Linked DNA regions of Mus musculus: all the other regions are linked to region 1. A link is a contact called in public HiChIP or PLAC-seq and promoter capture Hi-C data. All regions are on one chromosome and are shown on one strand. Each heading gives the region's core, a stretch centred on a gene start, on an enhancer-like site or on the middle of the called end of the contact. The rest is flanking DNA. Distances are from core to core; before and after follow the strand shown.

Region 1 (4,216 bases), core at 105-2,604:
CGGTGGTGGCACACGCCTTTAATCTCAGCCCTTAGGAGGCAGAGGCAGGCGGATTTCTGAGTTCGAGGCCAGCCTGGACTACAGAGTGAGTTCCAGAGCTACACAGAGAAACCCTGTCTCGAAAAGCCAAAAAAAAAAAAAAAAAAAAAAAAAAAAAAAAAAAAAAAAAAGAATTGGAGACCAAATGTAGTAACCCCGCACCCCCTAGGGGCACGCCTGTGTGGCCCTAAACGCATCCAGGAGTGGATCACAGAGCACATGACCCAGTGGGACCCACATTTGGAGGACTGGAGCTTAACGTGCAGGCTGTACATTTTGTTAAAATTCAGAGGATCCTGCTCCCTCCACCCGAAGTTATAAAGTACGATTTTCTTTGAAAATAGCCTTAGAGAAAAGCACTTCAGGAAAGCAGCCAAGGGACTCACACCCCCGTCTCCACCCCCGGAACTGAGGGAAGCCCTGGAAAGAACCAACTTCTTCAACAGCAGTTGTAGATCCCCAGGAATCCAGGGGCGGGGGCAGTATTAATGCTGCATTTCCACACGGGTTTGCAACACCATTGGGGTGACATCAAGTGAAGAGATTCAAGTTCTGAAGCTATATTTAAGCTGTCACAATAATGACAGACTAACACGGAGCTCAGGGAAAGGCCTGAGCCATAAATTAGTTAAGGAAAAAGAACTGTCTCGCTCCATTTACAGGATCGTTTGTGGTTAAGTCAACTGTGTACTAAAATGGTGAAACTGGACAAGGTGTGGCGGTGAACATCTGTAATCCCACTATTCGGAAGGCAGAGGCAGGAGGTTCAATTCAAATTCTAGGCTAGCAGGGGGCTACCTAATAAAACCGTCAAAACAACAGCAACCCGGAAATAAAGATGGTGGTGCTGATGTGAAATGAGTTTAAAACACACACACACACACACACACACACACACACACACACACTTTCTTTTAAAGGAGATGTCAAAAATAGGATAGGACCTGGGCGCTGGACATCGACGTCCAAGCGCTGCTCTGGAAAAGACGGTGGCTTCAATACCTCAAGAGAAAGAAGGTGCGAAGTGAGGCGCCCAGAGTGGCCGTTCCCTTGGTCTATGAGAACAGTGTTCCTGTACTGACCACCTCGCCCTCTACAGTCTGCAATCCCATCAGTCTCAGACTCGGTAGGACGCTAATCCGATGGCGCAACTGGGAACCCGCAGCCTCGGAGAGACCCCGCCACCGCATTGTTTCAGCCCCTCGGGTGGGGTCTTGCAGGAGGAGGGGAGGCGATGTGTCCTCCGGAGACGCCCTATACCCTCCCAGGGGACTCGAGCCATACCGCCCCAGCGCCTGGGCTTTGTGAAGTGTCGCTAGTTACCATGGGACCAGAAAGGAACGCTGAGAATGGCGCTTAGATGGCTGGGGGTTGTCGAGGTCCTGGGGCCATGCCCTCTGTCCCTTCTCGGACCCGGGGCCTGCAAAAGGGACTGTCGGGATTTGTAGTCCCAAAGGCGGCGGCAACGCGGAGGACGCGGGGCGCTACTGGTCCCGCCTCCGCCTAACCTGCTAGCTCGAGGTGGCGAGCACTTGGGGCGGAGCCCTCGGATCCGTGATTGGCCCAGGCGGCTCCCCGCCCCCACCCTCGTCCCCACCCCCGCTCGCCACTCGGGACTCCGCTCCAGGCGCGCAAGGCAGCCACCGAGAGAGCGCGCTAGCAGCCGCTCCCGCCCCGTGCAACCGCAGCTACCGCGCCGCGGCGAGACCCAGAGACCGACCGACGGACCCGCACAATCGCATCATCCTGGAGCAGTGGGTGATGGCAAGGGGAGGGTGGTGGGCTTGATCTTTCCGGGCTGCAACATCCACCCCTCTTTCAGTTTCTCCCTGAGGCTCACAAAAGGGAGGGAATTGGGTTGCGCCTAGGCTCCTCCAGCCGATGAAAGAGATGTTGAGGATTCAGGCAGATCCGGACTAAGGTGGGGCGCAAGTCTGGGTCTTTGTAGTCCCACAGAACTCGGCTTGGTGACTTGCGACGCCTAAGGCATTAATGTGTGCTGGAAAGATTTACAAATAGCTAGAATAAGGAGGCAGCTAAGTTGAAGGGATTCACGCCTAGCACCCAGTAGTCGCGCAGCCGTAGCTGGTCGACGTGCAGTAAATGGCTAAAAGGTGGGGTGTAGGGGAGTGTTTCTGTGGTGGCCGGACCTGTCCTCTTGTACGTCCCTGGATCGCCGCGGTCCCTAGTTCCCACCAACTGCGCCTCTGGTCTGATATCTGCCTAACGTGGTCCTAACCCCATCGTTTGTATCCTCTGTTCCCTGAGCAGAGCAGAGGCCCTAGAGGCACCTGCCGAAACCACAAAGGCCTCTTGCATCTGCCCAGCCCCTGGCGGCGCGGCGCTAGGTCCCTCCGCTGGAGCCATGTCGCCTAGTCTGCCACGCAGCATCTATCTTGGTGGGTGAGGGATATCGATGCCCCGGGCCTGGGGAGATGGCTGGAACAAACGGGCGTGGAGGCCTGGATTTGAGCAGAAAGGGGGAGATGGGTGGGGACAGGTGATCGAATCTGGAGGAGGAGGCTGTGGTTTGGGAAGGGCTGACAATTGGGTGGGAGGCGGGTCTGAAGCTTCGCGCAGGTGGCGCGAGGCGAGGCTGCTCTGAAGAATGAAGAGGGGCGGGGAGATGAAGGGAGGGTGGAGACCTCCCGGGTTTGGGGAGAGTAGACAGGCATGGGAAGGCGACTGAGGCTGTACAGGGGATGGGTCTTCCTCATGAAGGGGGTGGGGGGCTCTCCATCGGGGTAGGGCAGGCAGCTGAGGAGGGAAGAGTCTTCGCCTGAAGACTCCAGCTTTAGGCCAGTCGCTGTTTGGGCTTGGTCTGGCTGGGCGTGGTCCTTGGACTGGGCCAGAGAGCTCGGGTGGCGGGTCCCCGACAAGGCTGGGCTGGCTCGTCTAGGAGCTTTGTTTCTGAGCTTGGAACCACCAAAGGGGACTCGTTTAGGATTTTATGATAATCCGCAGCGCCCCCCGGCACGCCCTGTTCGCACGGAGCTGAAAGGCTTTGCCTAGCGGCAGATGCTGCCTGGGAGGCGGATGGGGGGGGGGCGTCTCCCGCCCCAGAGACCCTGAGAACAATAGCCTGCATAGGGTCTACCTACGGTCCACGCAAGGCCACCCGCCCCCAGAATTCAAGTGTGAGGTGTACTGGTGCAGAAAACGCTTACCGAGAAACCTCAGAGCACGTGCTGTCTCTGGGATTTGCCTTAGGGCACCTGGCACCCCTGGGAATTCCGAGTGGGAGTCGCATGTTTCCCCCAGGCTGTGGAGTCGGGGGACAGCCGCCTCCCCCAGCTTCTGGTGTCGCTGGCTGCAGCGCCTCTTGTTCTCCACACGCTGTTGACGAGTTTAGATAGTGGCGCGGAGCAGCACGACAGAATGCAAGTCCCAAAGGCCGAAGGTCTCTGCGGTGTAAAGCAGGCTTTGTCTGCCCAGACCGCCTGAGCCCAAGTCTAGGAGCTGCTATGCTTCTTAAATGAGCCCACGGGGCTGGTGAGGTTTGGGGTAAATTGGGGAGAAGCCTTAGTTGTCGGCAAGGGCGCGGCTCTTGGTTTTAGAACTTAGAACCAGGGACTTAAAGCTTCCATTTGTCGGTGACCACACCCAAGCGTATGGGCTTCCTTTGCCTTCCCTCATATCGTCCGCTGACTTACAGTGGGATGATGATGATTTAGGTGGGGGCTGCTCACCCATAGGAAGGCTAATGAGCAGAGTCTTCAGTCTAAACGCCTTCTCTGTTGCTGAGTGTCTAAGCACCTTGCACAGTGTCAGCAGCAGCGCCCTGATAAGTGAACAGCCAAAAGCGGTAATTCTTCTGGGTTTGTTTGTTTGTTTTTAATTTTTTCCTTTTTTGGTAATAATTGTGTGACTGATAAGCTAAAGGTGAATCTTTGGCATAAAGTTCATTTATTGCTGATTTGCAAAAGCAAATCAGACATGTTCTTACAGCCAAAGTGAAAGACTAAATGTCAAACTATAGACCTGATGTTTTTTAGATTTGCTGTCTAGTTAACTGATGAGCCATTTGCATTAAAGTATTATATGACTGCTGGTCATTTTGCTGGAGGTGGATGGTCATCTGCCTGAGGACTGCTTCTTTCAGGACCTAACTAACTATAGGAAATGGGGAATTTAGAGATCATTGGTTTTAAAAGGTAATTTGGGAAGATGTTTCTTG
Region 2 (3,952 bases), core at 55-2,554, 140 kb after region 1:
TCCAGAGTTTCTGGTGCTGTGTGTTGGCCTTTTTAGTCCTCCCTTTGACCTACACATGCATGCTGGGGAGACTCTTGGCAGTCCACCCTCTCCCTCACTCATGTCCCTGCCTCTAACCCTGGTCAAACTCAGCCTTTCCTCTGAAGCTTCTAAGCAGAGAGAGGCTCAGTCAGCTGAGTGTGTCTCCCTTGTCATTCTCTCCCGTCAGGTTCCTCACCATTACTAGGGTTTCCTCCAGTGCCCAGCCTGTCTCTCATGGTTCCTGTAGGCTGCATGCCTTGCACAGTGGCCAGCATGCAGTCCTGTGTGTGCACAGTACACTCTTCGGTTGTCACCAATGGAATGTTAGCTGAGGAATTCGGTGGATTCTCTTCTGTGGTCCTGGCAATCACTTTCATTTATTCCTTGTCTTCTTCCACTTTCCTTAAATCAAAGGGGTTTCTAATGAACCAAACAGCTAAACTAAACACTCAATTAGTACTCAAAGCTTTGTTTTCTGGGCTGGAAAGATGGCTTGGGGTTGGGAATGCTTGTTGTCTTAAGGAGGACCCTGGTTTGTTTCCCAGCACCTCTGTCAGGTGGTTCCTAGCCCCTAGAGCTGCAGCTCCAGGGAACCTGATGCCCTTTCCCGGCCTCAGCCCTGTCCATCCATCCTTTCTTCCCTACCTCCCTCCCCCTTCCTTCCTTCTTTCCTTCCTTCCTGTGTTTTCCTTATTTTGAAACAGTCTTAATAAGTTGCCCAAGCAAACCTTGAACTTGTGACTCTCCTTCCTCTTCCTCTTTTTCTTGATCTAGTGTTTAAAGTTTCAGGAGATATGCCCCCCAACTCCTGAGCCTCCTTGCACATAGATGTAGAAATGATTTAGTGTGGGTAGATCATGAGTTCTGAAGGAACGTGGAGAATATCAGACCAAGGAGTACAAGTCTACATTTAATCTGCACTGCACTTGGACTTTTAACTGAGGAAGTCTGGTTCTACTGCTCCATAGGCTGCCATTCCCTTGTCTGCTGCAGACACAAGTGCCTTGATGACAAACTCCGTCTGGCTGGGACTCCCCAGTCACTTGAGGGTCTAGGCTGCATTCCACAGTCCCACAGGCAGGTCAACCTGTGTCCCTACAGTCCCGCAGAGGGACTCAGCATTCCTCCATCCTTCCTGTGCAGTCTAATGGCCATGCCATTACGTTCTGGTCAGATCATTAACTGGATGGCCGCCCTACTCCTGAACACCAGCCCCTCCCTTGGCTCCTCAGACTCCTCCACCTGGCCCAGCCTCCTCTCCTTTGTTGGCACACCCTAACATTCCTCCAGGACTTAGTCACAGGTCTCATGCTCACTCAGTTAAATGAAAGTGGCAGGAAACATGCTTCCCATGCCCCAAGTTCCCTATTTTCACTCCTCTCTGACACCCTGTCCTTTTTACAGGCCCAAACCATGGACCACGTTCCCTGAGAACTGCTGCCTCCCTAGCCCCCACCCCTCCTTCCTATTGTACTGGGTTGCCTGGAAGCCAGGGGTACTGTTCTGGTGATAATGTGCCTGATTCTTTTAGGAATGGCTTTATGTCTTTAACCAAGCCAAAGACTCCTTAAAGACAAGACCACGCCTTAAAACGATGCCAGGGCAGCAAGGGGGCTTCACTGTGAGTCAGTTGTCAACACATGCTGCTGGCTGCAAGTAAAACTGACTGAAACTGTAGACCAGAGTGAGGGAGTCAGAGACAAAGACAAAGAGACAGACAGACAGAAGGGGAGAGAGAGAAGAGGAGGGCAAAGAGGAGGAGGAGGAAGAGGAGGAAGAAGAAGAAGAAACTTCTGGAATGCCTTCCTCCTTTTACTCAGAGTGAAACTAGAGAGCAACATTCTGCACTGCAGCTATGCAAGCATGGGCCCTCTCCTGTCAGTGTGATGTGATGGGAGGAGCTAACCTGGGGTCCAGAGGCTTGGGCTCAGCCCTAACTTTATCAGTGACTGATCATGATCTTGGCCAAATCTCTTGGATCCAGAGCCTTCATTTCTTCACATTCAGAACTTACTTGGTGATTAAGGCCTTGGGGCGAGAAATGAGAGGTGCTCCCAGCGGCCATTTCAAGGCCTGTGATAAGCCAGGAGAGACACAGCAGGAAGGTAGGCATGCCTTCTGGGATCTCACCAGTGTGCATCCTTCTTGTGGGGTCAGTCTCCATTTGAGATTAGTCCTTTAAGAGGGTCAGAGGGTGGAGTGAATTTGGAATGATGACCAGCTGGACAGAAGCCAGACTCAAACAGAACTGAGTCGGAAGTGTGTGCTAGACAGCTTTATGGAAGGCTGTCTTGTAGAAAGCTGGAGATAATGAGCAGTCTGTCCCCTGTCAGGGGGAAGGGGATAAAACTGGGAGAATTCTAAGGGACACTGAATGGAGGGAAGGAAGGAAGAAAATAGAAGGGGCTGAGGCTAGGGCCAGAAGAAACATACTGATCATTTCATAAAACCCAGCATCAGAGAAGGCCAAGAACTTGACACAGACCACCTTAGGCCTCATATCAGAAGAGGTGATCTGGTTTGTTTGGTTTTTAACTTGTGCGTGTGTGCACGCGTGTGTGTGATGCCATGGCATATGTAGAAATCAAGAGGATAATTTGGAAGAGTTGGTTTTCTTCTTCCACTATGTGGGTCCCAGGGACTGAACTCAGGTCATCAGTGTTTTGCTGCAAGCACCTTTATCCACTGAGCCATGTTGTCAGCCCAAATACAGTTTTAAAGGAACATAAAAGAACATGGTTTGTTTGTGTCCCCAGAGACATGCACAGGCTTTGGAAGCATGGAGAGCCACCAAGGATATGCCACACCCAGTAGGGCTCTGGAAAGAGGAAAGTTCTCTTCCCAACTTGTCCCAGCATCTCCTGTCCTTAGGCCATCTTTGATGGGCCAGCTATCTGCCCCCCTGAACCTGCTAGGAGGAAAGGCACTCCTGGAATTTAGCCAGGTTCTTCTCCAGACCCATCCTGAAACCCTTCTCTGAATAGCCTGGATAACTGCTCTCTCTACTGCTGGGAAGGCTCAAATCTATGCTGAGAGTCCCAAGACTTTATACTGTAAATGTAGCCAGATACCAAGCTGACATTTCCTCTCTACCTATAGCCAGCAGCACTCCTTTGGAGTGGACACAGAAAAAAAAGAACAGAAAACCACCTTTTTAATACCTCTCTTACCACTTAACAGAGTCACACTTAGCAGCTGTTGCTAAGTCCAGAAACCAGGTTCCCAGGCCCACAATAACAAGGAAGAGAAGGGTGCTAGCTCCCCAAGACCCCCCTCTTGTCTTCCTGCCAAGAACCTTGGCAACTAGGCAGCAAAGAACTGAAAACCAAGCCTCTCCCTGCCCTCTGCCTCCTCGGGACCCTGATCAAAGTCAGGGTCAGAAAACAATGAGTTAACTATGGTGATGGTTCTCAAAGTTGCTCAGCTTCCAGGGTGATGCAGCCTTTGGTCCTCGATGCAGTGTACTCTTCCCTCCAGCTAAACTAGCCCCACACTCAACAGCATCACAGTTTTGTCCTGAAAACCAAGGCCTCCTTCCCAGGCTGTCCAGCAGGAAGACCTATTTCTTACTGCACCATAGCCTTCAGGAGCATCAGTTTCATGATGGAGCCATGGAGTTTCATTGGCTTAAAAAGAAAGTATTAATGGGGCTGGAGAGATGGCTCAGTGATTACCAGCATTTGCTATTCTGGCAGAGGACCTGAGTTCAGTTCCCAGAACTGACCTGATGGCTCACAACCGACTATAACTCTAGTTACAGGGAATCTGGCACCTTCTTGAACTCTCCTCTAAAACCAGGTATGCATATGGTCTACAGACTTACATGCAGGCAAAACACTCATCCACATAAAATACAAAAAGAATTTGTCTCAAAAAAATTGAAAAGTGGCCTAGTGTGCTGATACACACCTCTAGCTTCTTTAATCCCAGC
Region 3 (4,313 bases), core at 1,037-3,536, 250 kb before region 1:
TAGATAGATAGATAGATAGATAGATAGATAGATAGATAGATAGATAATGGATGGGTGGATGGGTGGGTGGATGGATAGATAGATAGATAGATAGATAGATAGATAGATAGATAGATGTAATAAGCAGGTTTGAAAGTTTAAAGAGAGAAGGTACTAGACGTTCACAGCATAGCATCCCTCAGAATCCCTCAGTGGAGTAACCTCAGACATCCAAGAGCCTTCCCTGTTTTTCAGCCCTAGTTTTCTCTGTACTTTCTTTTTCCTCTCTCTCCTCAGTTTCCGCTCCCCTTTCTGATGTATATTTAACTATATTGAGTTAGAAAATTCTTCAAAAATGCATACATTGAATGCAAGAAAATATCTAAAAAAAAATTAAAACCAAAGTTAATGTCCCTTTAAAATGACACAAATTCATCTTTGTCTGTAAGGTTCGGTGGTACTTAGCAGCCCTCTCCTCAAGGGTCCCCTGGTTCTCTACTCTAAAGGGTGAGTTTCATGGAGCCTCTTACAGCCCTGCACATGCTGAAGGGAAGTCCTACGGAGCAGCCCTAAAAGCTTTGTCAAATCCCAGTTTCTCCGTCTCAAAGACGACAGCAATTCCAGTTAGCATAGCATGACTCTACCAGCTACACCAGGTGCCAATGCAGAGTCCACCCAGAATAGGCAGAGGGCTTGTGGTCCAGAGTGCACAGAAGGCGGTCTGCAAACTGGACCGACTGGGAGGCCGAGAATGGAGAGGAAGTGAGGGCTTCACCTAGTGGAGTGGGGTCATTCAAAGCCTTCCTGGAGTATGTCACATTAGAGCCATGGTCACCTTTTAAACACAACTTTGCCTAATATTTTTCTTAGTGAAGCAAATGTGCCCTGAGGCAACTTGGGAAACAGTAGATATGACTGCACATTTCCTTCACTGATTTGTCACTACGCCCACACCTGTGGCTTCTTGGCCACACTAAGCTTCAGCCATTCTGATTGTGTGTGTGTGTGTGTGTGTGTGTGTGTGTGTGTGTGCGCGCGCGCGCGCGCAAGCACCTCTTACAAACATATGCTCCCTACAGCCTAGAATCGCTGGCATCTGTTAGAGGACATCTCTGGAGAGTTCTGATTGTGATGGCATCCTGTGAGTTCATTAGTGACTGTGGTCTTCATCGGCTGCCATTTACAGGTTCCAGCTGTGCGGGTGATGCCTCTACCCGAGGAATAGCTGAGGGGAAGAGACCCACCACATGATGGTTAATATCGGCTGGCTGCTTGACAGGACCTAGATTTGCCTAGCTCATGGAGGAGACAGTTTATGTAAAGCAAACCTCAAGTGGACTTCAGGGCTTTGATGGCTGAAGGGAAACCTCACACTACAGATCTCTGGGCAGAATGAACTACGGTACCTGAGGCAAATATAAACCATAGACTGTCCCAGTTACTTCTACCCCGACAAAATAGTGCAGTAAGCAACTTAAGGGAACCAAACTTTATTTAAGACAATGGTTTCAACCCATCCTTGTGGGGAGGCATGGAAAACAGCTCCTTTCGCATCTCAATGACCAGAAAACTGCAAAGCCAGAACCAAGAACTAACTTTCCAAGGGTGGCCCCTAGTAACCCGCTAGACCAGCCAGGGCTCTCCCCTATAAGATTCTGTGTCTTAAAGGTAACACCCACCAGGGAACAAGGCTCAAAATGTGAGTGTGTGAGGGATATACAGACTCAAACTGTAACAGGCACTCCTCCCTTCTCCTCCTGTCCCTCCTCTGCCCCAGAAAGTGTCTCATCAAGTCGCCCAGGCTGTCCTCAAACTAGCAATCCTCCTGCCTCAGCCTCTGATGATGGGATTACAGGCCAGAGTCACCCTATTTGAGAAATGTGGGAAGAAGGAAGTTCAAGGGGAGAAAGGAGAAACTAATGAGAAAATTAGTGAACATTGAAATGACAGGGGTGGGAACCCACACATGAAGTGAGGTCAGCCATAGAGCCACTTCCCCGAGTTCCGTGGGTGGAGGGAACCCTCGTGATCCAAATGGGATCAAATGATAGCCTCTTCAGGATCGATCCAGCTTTTTTATCTCCACACCATATCTCCAGTAGATATGAACACCTAAACTGGATGCCAGGGACCCTTGGGGGAGCCACACAGTAACCTTGTGAGGATGGGGCGGCGTCTTCTCCGGGTTGATAGACAGAGAAGGTCTAGGGAGCGCACAGCAAAGAGGACTCACTGTCCCAGAACGAACTCGGGTTGCCAGGCATGTGGTTGCCGGGTGACCAGCTGGCTGTTTACCGCAGGGCTGAGCCGAGCCACCGCGCCGGGGCTCGCAGCACCCACCATGGCCTTCCGTAGCGCGGGCACACTAATGACCGAATTTAATGCCGCCTTCGTGCCCCCAGCTCTCATGCCCGGGTAAGCTGCTAGGCACCCTGACACACCTGAACTTGCGGGTCAGAGCTCTCCCCCTCCTCCCTTCTGCACACACCTGCGGGACGCCGAGGCTCCGCCCTCTGGATCTGGGGGCTCCAAGAAACCCCACTGGCCAGTGTTTCCTTCTTGGCTTTCATGGTCTTTCTGCTGTAACAACAGACTGGCAGGTGGTGGGGCTGAAGAAGTGGATGTCTGAGACTTACTTAGCCCACTTGCTATGGATGGGGCCAGACTGAGGGAGAGAGAGACCGTGAAAATGTGTGTGCTTGGAGCAAGCAGCCTGGTTCACAAAGAATGTGAGAAGGAGCTGGGAGTGCCCGGCTTTCCAGGAAGGAGGGATTGACGCCGGGTGGGCATGCCTAGCAGAATCTGGCAGGGCCGTATGTGACAGTTGGTAGAGTACACTAGCCACCTGATTTTTATACATACTTTTTTCTGCAAACTGAGCAGGCTACGGGATGAAAAAACCACCAGCGTCGACAGAACACAGTGCATTTTACATAAAATTCGATGTGTTTTCCCGCGGAAGAAGCAGGGCACCGAGGGGCTCTCTGTTACCATCATTTTCAGAAACAGTACGTGTGGAAGTATCTGCCCCCAGAGTCTGGGGCTCTAGTTCCAATCTGGCATGTCGGTGGTGGATGGGACCCATCAGACAAAGGTGGTTTACAAAGCATAGAGTTTCCCCAAAGCCAGCCAGGCATGTTGGATCAGCTGGCCGTGAGGCTTGGCTACCCACTGCTTCTTCACTTGGAAAAGACATTGAGTGTTCATGGGGCATGTGCCAGGTGTTATAGGCACCCCAAAGGAACAAAGACAAAAGGGGGTGGATGACCCCAGAGGGATCCCAGCCTTCTATTTAGATTTTCTTTACATTTTGAGACAGAGAGTCTCAGGAAGTTACCTGGGCTGACCTTGAGCTCAGGCTATGGGCTAGGCTGTCCTTGAACTTTTGATGCCCCTGCCTCGGCCTCCCAAGTGCTGGCATTAGAAGTCTATATGGCACCAGACTTATAGAAGTCTATAAGTCCCCACTATCTACGCTGAGCCCTGGTGGAGCACAGCACAGGTCCCCCTTACTCATGTAAATACTTAAGATTTAGTTCAAACTCATCTTTGAGGCCAAGGCCAGCAGTGGGTTTTCCACACTCTAGCTGTCTGTCATGAGCTGTGACATCAGACATTGCTCTTTTATTTCTTTTACTCCTCCACAGCAGTGGGTCCCAACTTGTAGCTCTCAATCTCTTTGAGGGCATCAAACGAGCCTTTCACAGGGGTCACGTGTCACACACACTGCGTATCAGATATGCATTCATTATGATTCATAACAGTAGCAAGATTATAGTTAGAAAATAGCAACAAAATAATGTTACGGTTGGGGGTCACCACAGCATGAGGAACCACATTATAGGGATGCAGCGTCAGGAAGGCTGAGACTCACTGCTCCACAGGCTTTTATTGGAAGAGCTGCTTGTGCCAAACCCGTTGATTCTTTGCTGCCTGCAGGGCAAGCCCTGGCGTGCCAGCAGCCCTATCCCATGATTCCGTCACACTAGAAGCTTTGGAGGCTGCAGTTTTAGGAAAACCCCCACGGTGCCTCTCTAAATGTTTGTCTTTGGTTCCCTTGAGTGCCGCATTCTATCCTATGATTCCTTTAGAGATAGTAAAGACAATGGCCGGCCATAAAGGGGGCTTCAAGCCTGGCTTCCGCTAGGCAGAGCGCTGAGCCATGTCTGCTACTCTCCGTCAAGACCTTTCTGTGAGAGATATGTTTTCCTCAAAGGTCCCCCTCAGCCAGGAATGAACCAGGACATCTGGTGTTTCTACTACCTCAGTGGCAATCCCGTTTACTTAATGAAAGACTCCAGGATTCCCTACCTGACTTGGATAATTATTATTTT

Evidence for each region. Promoter capture Hi-C pulls out the DNA fragments that hold promoters and counts their contacts. HiChIP or PLAC-seq counts read pairs in DNA pulled down with a chosen protein or histone mark.
Region 2: a contact with region 1 is called in an H3K4me3 HiChIP or PLAC-seq map of embryonic stem cells, with 21 read pairs. The contact joins the enhancer-like site here to the promoter of Dpysl5 in region 1. A contact is called at or near these places in 2 of 39 promoter capture datasets (the C10 cell line and macrophages), 1 of 15 datasets of contacts at CTCF or cohesin (pro-B cells), 21 of 484 Hi-C or Micro-C datasets (B cells, the Ba/F3 cell line, the C10 cell line and 13 more), 5 of 115 datasets of contacts at active chromatin or transcription factors (all in embryonic stem cells) and 4 of 9 other capture datasets (adipose tissue, embryonic stem cells, liver and 1 more).
Region 3: a promoter capture Hi-C map of hematopoietic stem and progenitor cells shows a contact between it and region 1, with 2.2 times the contacts expected there. The contact joins the promoter of Fam166c here to the promoter of Dpysl5 in region 1. A contact is called at or near these places in 14 of 39 promoter capture datasets (the 3T3-L1 cell line, the C10 cell line, cranial neural crest and 8 more) and 1 of 9 other capture datasets (macrophages).

The regions. Positions count from the first base shown.
Region 1 is chr5:30,710,210-30,714,425 of GRCm38.p6, forward strand. Dpysl5 (dihydropyrimidinase-like 5) reads left to right here and starts at 1,355. Exons shown (of 13, transcript NM_001356948.1): 1 at 1,355-1,793.
Region 2 is chr5:30,849,112-30,853,063 of GRCm38.p6, forward strand. It overlaps a transcript of Mapre3 not described here. Among named protein-coding and RNA genes, the nearest start is that of Mapre3, 11 kb to the right of the region's middle. Within about 2 kb of position 1,305, at least 107 of the 459 cell types and tissues checked have an H3K27ac peak or open chromatin away from gene starts, as enhancers often do. A contact at or near this core is called in the HL-1 cell line, adipose tissue, embryonic stem cells and 3 more, where this site is marked.
Region 3 is chr5:30,463,791-30,468,103 of GRCm38.p6, forward strand. It overlaps Fam166c (family with sequence similarity 166, member C), which reads left to right and starts at 2,287. Exons shown (of 4, transcript NM_029285.1): 1 at 2,287-2,394. The coding sequence starts at 2,321.